Linked DNA regions of Macaca mulatta: region 1 is linked to region 2. A link is a contact called in public Hi-C data. All regions are on one chromosome and are shown on one strand. The core of a region is the stretch at or near the end of the contact, and the rest is flanking DNA. Distances in the headings are between cores, read along the strand shown.

Region 1 (3,377 bases), core at 112-2,611, 73 kb before region 2:
TGTAATCCCAGCTACAAGGGAAACTGAGGCAGGAGGATCGCTTGAACCCGGGAGGCGGAGGTTGCAGTGAGCCGAGATTGAGCCATTGCACTCCAGCCTGGGTGACAGGGCGAGACTCCATCTCAAAAAAAAGTTAGATGTGTGGGTGGCACTTAAACTTTTTTTTAACTTATAATAATGAGAATAGTTAACATTTATTGTGCAAGAATTATGTGCTAAGCAGTCAATTGCTAGGATTTATTATTGTCCTTTTCCACAGTCCCAAGAGATGGTCACCATTAATTTTTACAGATAAGGAACAGACTCACAGAGTTTGAGAAACTTTGTGGTCACTCAACTAGTAGGAGCTCAGTCAGGATTTAGAACAAGGGACTATCTGCTTTTAGAGCCCAAGACCTTAACCTTAACCTCTTATTCCTCAACTCATTAAATGCGGAAGGTTCACTAACCACGTGCAGGGCAGGGTACTAGCCCCTGGGGATACAAAATGATTAAGAAAAGGACGCCATCATACTGAATCAGTAAAGGAGTCAGATAAAGAAATCCTCATAAAATAGCGGATTGGGTGGGATGATAACAATCTGTGCTTGGTACAGAGGTAGCTCCCCGGAAGGGAAGAACTCAGACCCAGAAATCAGAAAGGCAAAATGGCAGTGGCAGGCGAATGTGACACCTGGAGGGCTGCGGCGAAACCGCGTATGCCACACCGAGGGAATGGCAGCTGGAAACAGAGGCACGCGATAGGGCCTAAGGAGACTCTGCATGTAGCAGCTGCCCCCGGAACGGCCCCGGGGGCTCTGCAGGCTCTGACCAGTTTCCCGGAGGCGGCGTCCGCGTGCCCCGCACGGTCTCCGTCGCCGCTTCCGAGAAAAGCCGTCGGGTCGCGCGGGGTGGACAGGCCTCCTGGGGGAGCGTCGCTCGGCACATGCCCTGACAGTCCCGACCGCAGACGCCAGGGATGGGGCAGGCTGCCGGGGAGCATCTCCTGTTCCTCCTCCCTGACTGGCCTCCTCAGGCGCTCGAGAGGGACCGGACTCCGGAGAAGCGTCCACTCGGCCACCCTCCCCGATAGGCCCGACTTCAGACGCCGTGCGCCGGGACAGAGCGCCTGGGGAGGGTCCCCAACGCAGATGCCTGGCTGCCGGGCGCGAGGGGCTTGGCCCCTGAAAAGGCCGCAGAATTGCGCTGGAAATGAATAAAAGATGCCCGGTTTGAAACAAAGGCCAACCCGGGGCTTGGGAGGAGAGGCAGAGGAAAACTCTTACCTCATGATGGCAACGCTCTGCAGGCCGTCAGGGCGGCGCAGTTCCTCGCGCGCTCTCTCTCTCCTCAGCACCTGGGACCGAGGGCAGCCGCGCAGTGGGAGGGCGGGTGCGCGTGCGCGTGCGCGCGCGCGCCCGCCAGGCCGCGGCAGCCCTAGGAGTCGGCCGCGCGGCCCGTCTTTGTTAAAGGAGGTACCCCAACCCCAGCTAGAAGAGGAAACTGGAAATTGAATGTGATGCCCGAGCTCTCAGAAAACGAAACTTAAGAAATGGAAACTTAACGAAGCTTCAGAATCCGAAACTTAATAGAAGAGCTCAAGAGCCGCGGCCAGACGTTTGCGAAGTCCAGGGTTTTTCGGAGTTAAATTTGCAGCTGGGCTCCTGCACTTTGGTCTCGGCTCTTATCTGCCTCTCTGAGTCCGCTGAGTTCGCGTGCTGCCCGTTTAACTCTTTGTTTATTTGAGACAGGGTCTCACTGTGTCACTCAGTCGTGATCTCAAGCGATGCACCCGCCTCTGCCTCCCAAGGTGCTGGGATTACAGGCGGAAACTGAAGTCCCTGCTTCCACTCCAGTCTTTTGATTCAACAAGAAACACGGTAATGCTATACATCTATGCTGTTATTTCTGTTGGGTGTAAGCTAGAGAAATTTGGAGTTAAAATCTATATACATTTTAAGTTTTGACGGATATTACCAAATAGCTTTAAAAATCCACTCCTACCCACAATCGTAGGAGAGTGCTTCTCTTCCAACCTTCGCCAATGGTGCTTTGTGTAATGAGTACCCAATAAAGACGAGAGTGGTATTGGGATCTAGGCAGAAAATGTCAAACACCCACCCATACCTTAAACATTTTGTCCCCTCTGAATTCATTCGGCAGATGTTGACAAACAACTGTAAGAGCCAGACTTTGTTCAAAGTACTGTCAATATAACAATAAAGAAAACAGACTCGGGCCTTACCCTTACTGAGTTAATGTCTGTATTCAAAATCTCAATATCCTGTCCGTAATTCACCTTTTGCATTGATTTTGATTTTTTTTTTTTTTTTTTTTTTTTTTTTTTGAGACAGGGTCTCACTCTGTCGCTCAGGTTGGAGTGCAATGGTGAGATCACAGCTCACTGCAGCCTCAACCTCCAGGGCTTATGCGATCCTCCCATCTCAGCCTCCTGAGTGGCTGGGACTGCAGGTGTCCACCACCATGTCGGGCTCATTACTTTATTTTTTGTAGAGGTGGGGTTTTGCCATGTTGCCCACGCTGGTCTCCACCACCTGGGCTCAAACATTTTTCTAATCCTTAAACATTGTTCCACCCACCTTGGCCTCCCAAAGTGCTGGGATTACAGGCATGAGCCACCATCCCTGGCCTGATTTTGAATTTTTAAAAACATATTGCATTGAAATATTGTCTACCTTGATCACTGAGCTTCTTGGCACCCCACCCCCTAAGACTTAGTGCCTGAAGCTAGTGCCTCATTTAAGGCAATCACTTCTAACAGTTGTGCTGTCTTACACAGAAACTGCTGGTCACATGTGGCTATTAAAGACCTGATTTTTAATTTAATATAAATTTAAAAACTGATAAGTTAATAGAAAACTTTAAAGAATATTTGGAAAAACTTAGGTACATGAATCTACTTTTTAAGTTGCAAATTTTATGAAATCTAAATACAGAGCAAGTATTTCCCATGATTATCCTCAGCAAACTAATGCAGGAACAGAAAATCAAACATTGCATGTTCTCACTTATAAGTGGGAGCTGAATGATGAGAACACATGGACACAGGGGGGAACAACACACACTGGGGCCTGTTGGAGGTGGGGTTGGTGGGAGGGAGAACATCAGGAAGTACAGCTAAGGGATGCTGGGCTTAATATCTAGGTGATGGGATGATATGTTGGTGATGGGATGATCTGTTCAGCAAACCACCATGGCACATGTTTACCTATGTAACAAACCTGAACCTCCTGAACATGTACCCCTGAATTTAAAATAAAAGTTGAAGCAAAAAATGTACTTCCAGTGAAAATTTAGCATTTAATTTGAGATGTGCCATAATCTCTGTCAGGACAATGGATGAAATCAATATCTACTGGAAGGAGTAACAATATTAA
Region 2 (3,465 bases), core at 865-3,364:
GACTGGCCCAATCTCTCCAGATAGGAGGCCCATCCCTGGCCCCCTCTTTAAAGTGAGCATAGTTGAAAGCATTAAGATCTTTCACCTTTTGACCATGGGGCATAGAGTCAGATGATCAGCATTAGAGTTTGGCACCTCCATTAATGACACTGCTCTGACACCTGCTCTCTACCTGATGTCTTGGGCAAGTAATTTGCCCTTCTAAGCCCCATTTTGGTCATCTAGAAAATGAGGCTAATAATGGAAATAATAGCTCTTACTTCTAGGGCTGTTGGAAGGGTGATATGAGGTCATGCATAAAAAGCGTTTAACACCGTGCCCACTAACTACAGATCACAAAGAAATGTTACCACCATGATTGCTGGTATTAATATATTTGTGTTATAATTTTAAGTGAATTTTTGAGTGTGTAAAGGGGGCAACAGAGTTCCTCGGTGGATGGGGCAGAGGAGGATGCCCATCAGCTGGCATGTGCCAGCGAGTTCTCCAGGTGATTTTCCCATTTGGAAATTTTTAGCACTGCTGGAGAGGAGCAGCCCAACCTCTTCCTGTTCCTACAGCCTCTGGAAATAGGAGCACCTTGATGTGAACCTGAGTCCAGCATAGTTCAGAGAGTCCCCCTCAGACCTCCTCAGGTCAGTGGCTATAGACAAAGCTAAAGACAGGACCCTGCAAAACCTTTCCTGCAAGCTGCTTACTAAGATGCTGGGTAGTGCCTGGCTTCTGGTCAACCCCACTCACACAGACACAACTGACATCGCTCTTGACCAGGAACTTACTCTATATAAAAGGGTTAGCCTGAGGTATTTGGCAGTGAATTCCTCTTACCCATTTCATCCCCAAACATGACATTGCAGAGCATCTTCAAGTCCTTGGGGCAGAGGATAGGGAATCCAGTTTTCCTTTTCTGTCCCCCTAAATGGTTGATGGGGTCTTCCCTCCCTGGCAATCACTTCCTCACTCCTTCCCTGGAGATGCTTGGTGGGAAAGGCATCCTTTTCTCTTAGTTCTCCCTGACGTGCTATCCCCTGAAGAACTCCAGGAGGTCAACATATATATTTAAAAATCAAGTTTACTGAGATTATACTTTATATACAATAAGATGCACCCATTTTCAGTGTATAGTCTGATGAGTTTTGATAAATGTTTATGCTTATGTAGCCACCACCACTACCTCCCTATAGACTATTCCTATGATTCCAAAAGATTCTTTTGGGAGCCTTCCTACTCAATCCCCCCCATCTCCAGGCAACCACTGATTTGCTTTCCATCATTAGAGATTAGAACAGTTTTAGATAAGAGATTAGGTCATTACACTTTTGAGGAGAAATTCTTTTCTGCTGCTGACCAGCATTCACTACATCAATAAAAATAAGTGCTAAACTTTGGGTTTGTTTTTATATAAGAAATGACAAAAACGCTCCTTTGTAAGAATTGTTTCTTGCACTTCCCACCTTAAAGTAATGCAACGTTTCAGGGCAAAATTGCCCTCTTCATGAGTGGGTCTGCGGTATTGATTATATCTTTCACAGTATCTGTTGAAAATAAATTCCTCCTTTTAAAATTACAAGAAAAAACGCCTGTGACTTAATCTTTTCAAGCAAAATGGCAGTAACAGAAAAGCCCCAGAAGAGTAATTCCCTTAGGTCTACCCTTGAATCAGCAAAGTTTGTGGCTGAGTGAAATACACTGCTCCTGCCAAGCCTTCCTCTCATCACAGGGAATAGCTGCACACAAGGAGGAAACATGAGCTGATGCATTCCCCACTCTGCCTCCCCCGTATATAGTTCCATAGGGAACAGTTCCAGAAACTTAAGGAGCCTGTGTATACACCAAAAAAAGCCACAGGGAAAAAACCCTCAAACATCTTATAAATGCTCAGACTGATAAAGACATATTGAATCTATAAACATCAGGACAATTCAGGAATGTGCCTGCACAGTAAGAAGCTCAACTTACAATGTGCACTCAATAACAAGCATGATTCTGCATTTTTATTTCACTGACCTCATGACTGCTCTCTGCGTCTCTGCTGTTCCAAAAAGCTGGTAACCAGGCTGATTTGTTCTTCAGAAATCTTCCTGTCTGCCTCAACTAAATACTGAAGGAACTACATAAAGGGGTGGGAGAGTAGGGCACGCATCAGCTGATGTTTTGAGTAATTGCTCTTAGGGGAAGGAAGAGGAAACTGGAAAGTGAAACTAATTTAAAATCGTCAGGAGGAGGAAAATGAAACCTAACAGCTTGAGACCTGCAACGGGTGAGCCAGAGTACATTGTTCAAAATCATGACTAAAATTTGTTTGAGAGAATGTGGAAGTATTCCTAATGTAAATCAAAAAATTAAATTCTAAGGCCATACTCACCAACCACGTGACTGGACCCCTGCTTTTGGCCAACGGCATTCCAAAGTTAACCTGAAAATTGATGGGAAGGGGAAGCTGGATATACCTCATTACACCCTTTTTCCTTTTAGAATTACTAATAGAACACACTCTTTTTTTTTTTTTTTTTTGAGACAGGGTCTTACTTTGTTGCCCACGCTGGAATGCAGTGGCATGATCTCAGCTTACTGCAACCTCTGCCTTCTGGGTTCAAGTGATTCTTTTGCCTCAGCCTCCCGAGTAGCTGGGATTAGAGGCGCCCACCACCACGCCCAGCTAATTTTTGTATTTTCAGTAGAGATGGTGTTTCACCATGTTGGTCAGGCTGGTCTTGAACTCCTGACCTCAGGTGATCCACCCACCTCGGCCTCCAAAAGTGCTGGGATTACAGGCGTGAGCCACTGCACCCAGCCACAACATGCTCTTTTCAAGTGTTACAAGAAACATTTATATCCTATTCTCTCTGAAGTCTGCTACCTGCAGGCTTCATCTGCATAATAAAATCTTGATCTCCACAACCCGGACATTCCTTTCTATTGATTGTCTATTGAATTTCTACTGAATGTCTCCAGACATTCCTTTCTATTGATAATAACTCTTTCAACCAATCATCAATCAGAAAATCTTTGAATCTGCCTATGACTTGGAAGCTGCCCTGCTTCCCTGTTTCCAATCGTCCCACCTTTCTGGACCTAGCCAATGTACACCTTACATGTATTGATTGATGTCTTATGTCTCCCTAAAATGTATAAAAACCAAGTCGTAGCCTAGCACTTGTTCTCAGGATCTCCTGAGGGCTGTGTCATAGGCCACAGGTCACTCATATTTGGCTTAGAATAAATCTCTTCAAATGTTTTACAGAGTTTGACTTTTTTTGTCGATATTAGGTATCTGACCATAGGAAACTGCATTTTTTAAGCCAATTCTTATTTAAAAAAATTTTTGTGGCCACATAGAAGGTATATATATTTATGGGGTACATGAAATATTTGATACAGCATACAATGAGTAATAATCACATCAGGGTAAATGACCTCAAGCATTTATTCTTTGTATTACAAACAATCCAATTATACTCTTTT

Evidence for each region. A called contact is a pair of places that touch in the nucleus more often than the background predicts.
Region 1: a Hi-C map of CD4 T cells shows a contact between it and region 2, with 3 times the contacts expected there. The contact joins the promoter of IFIT5 here to the promoter of IFIT3 in region 2. A contact is called at or near these places in 2 of 14 Hi-C or Micro-C datasets (CD4 T cells and blood).

Annotation. Positions count from the first base shown.
Region 1 is chr9:101,474,627-101,478,003 of T2T-MMU8v2.0, reverse strand. IFIT5 (interferon induced protein with tetratricopeptide repeats 5) reads right to left here and starts at 1,361. Exons shown (of 2, transcript XM_001086665.5): 1 at 1,266-1,361. The coding sequence starts at 1,270. It overlaps LOC144331165 (a long non-coding RNA gene), which reads left to right and starts at 1,364. Exons shown (of 2, transcript XR_013398118.1): 1 at 1,364-1,859.
Region 2 is chr9:101,401,989-101,405,453 of T2T-MMU8v2.0, reverse strand. It overlaps IFIT3 (interferon induced protein with tetratricopeptide repeats 3), which reads right to left and starts at 2,114. Exons shown (of 2, transcript XM_001086192.5): 1 at 2,008-2,114. The coding sequence starts at 2,012. It overlaps LOC144331164 (a long non-coding RNA gene), which reads left to right and starts at 2,137. Exons shown (of 4, transcript XR_013398117.1): 1 at 2,137-2,260. LOC144331163 (a long non-coding RNA gene) reads right to left here. Exons shown (of 3, transcript XR_013398116.1): 3 at 2,362-2,416.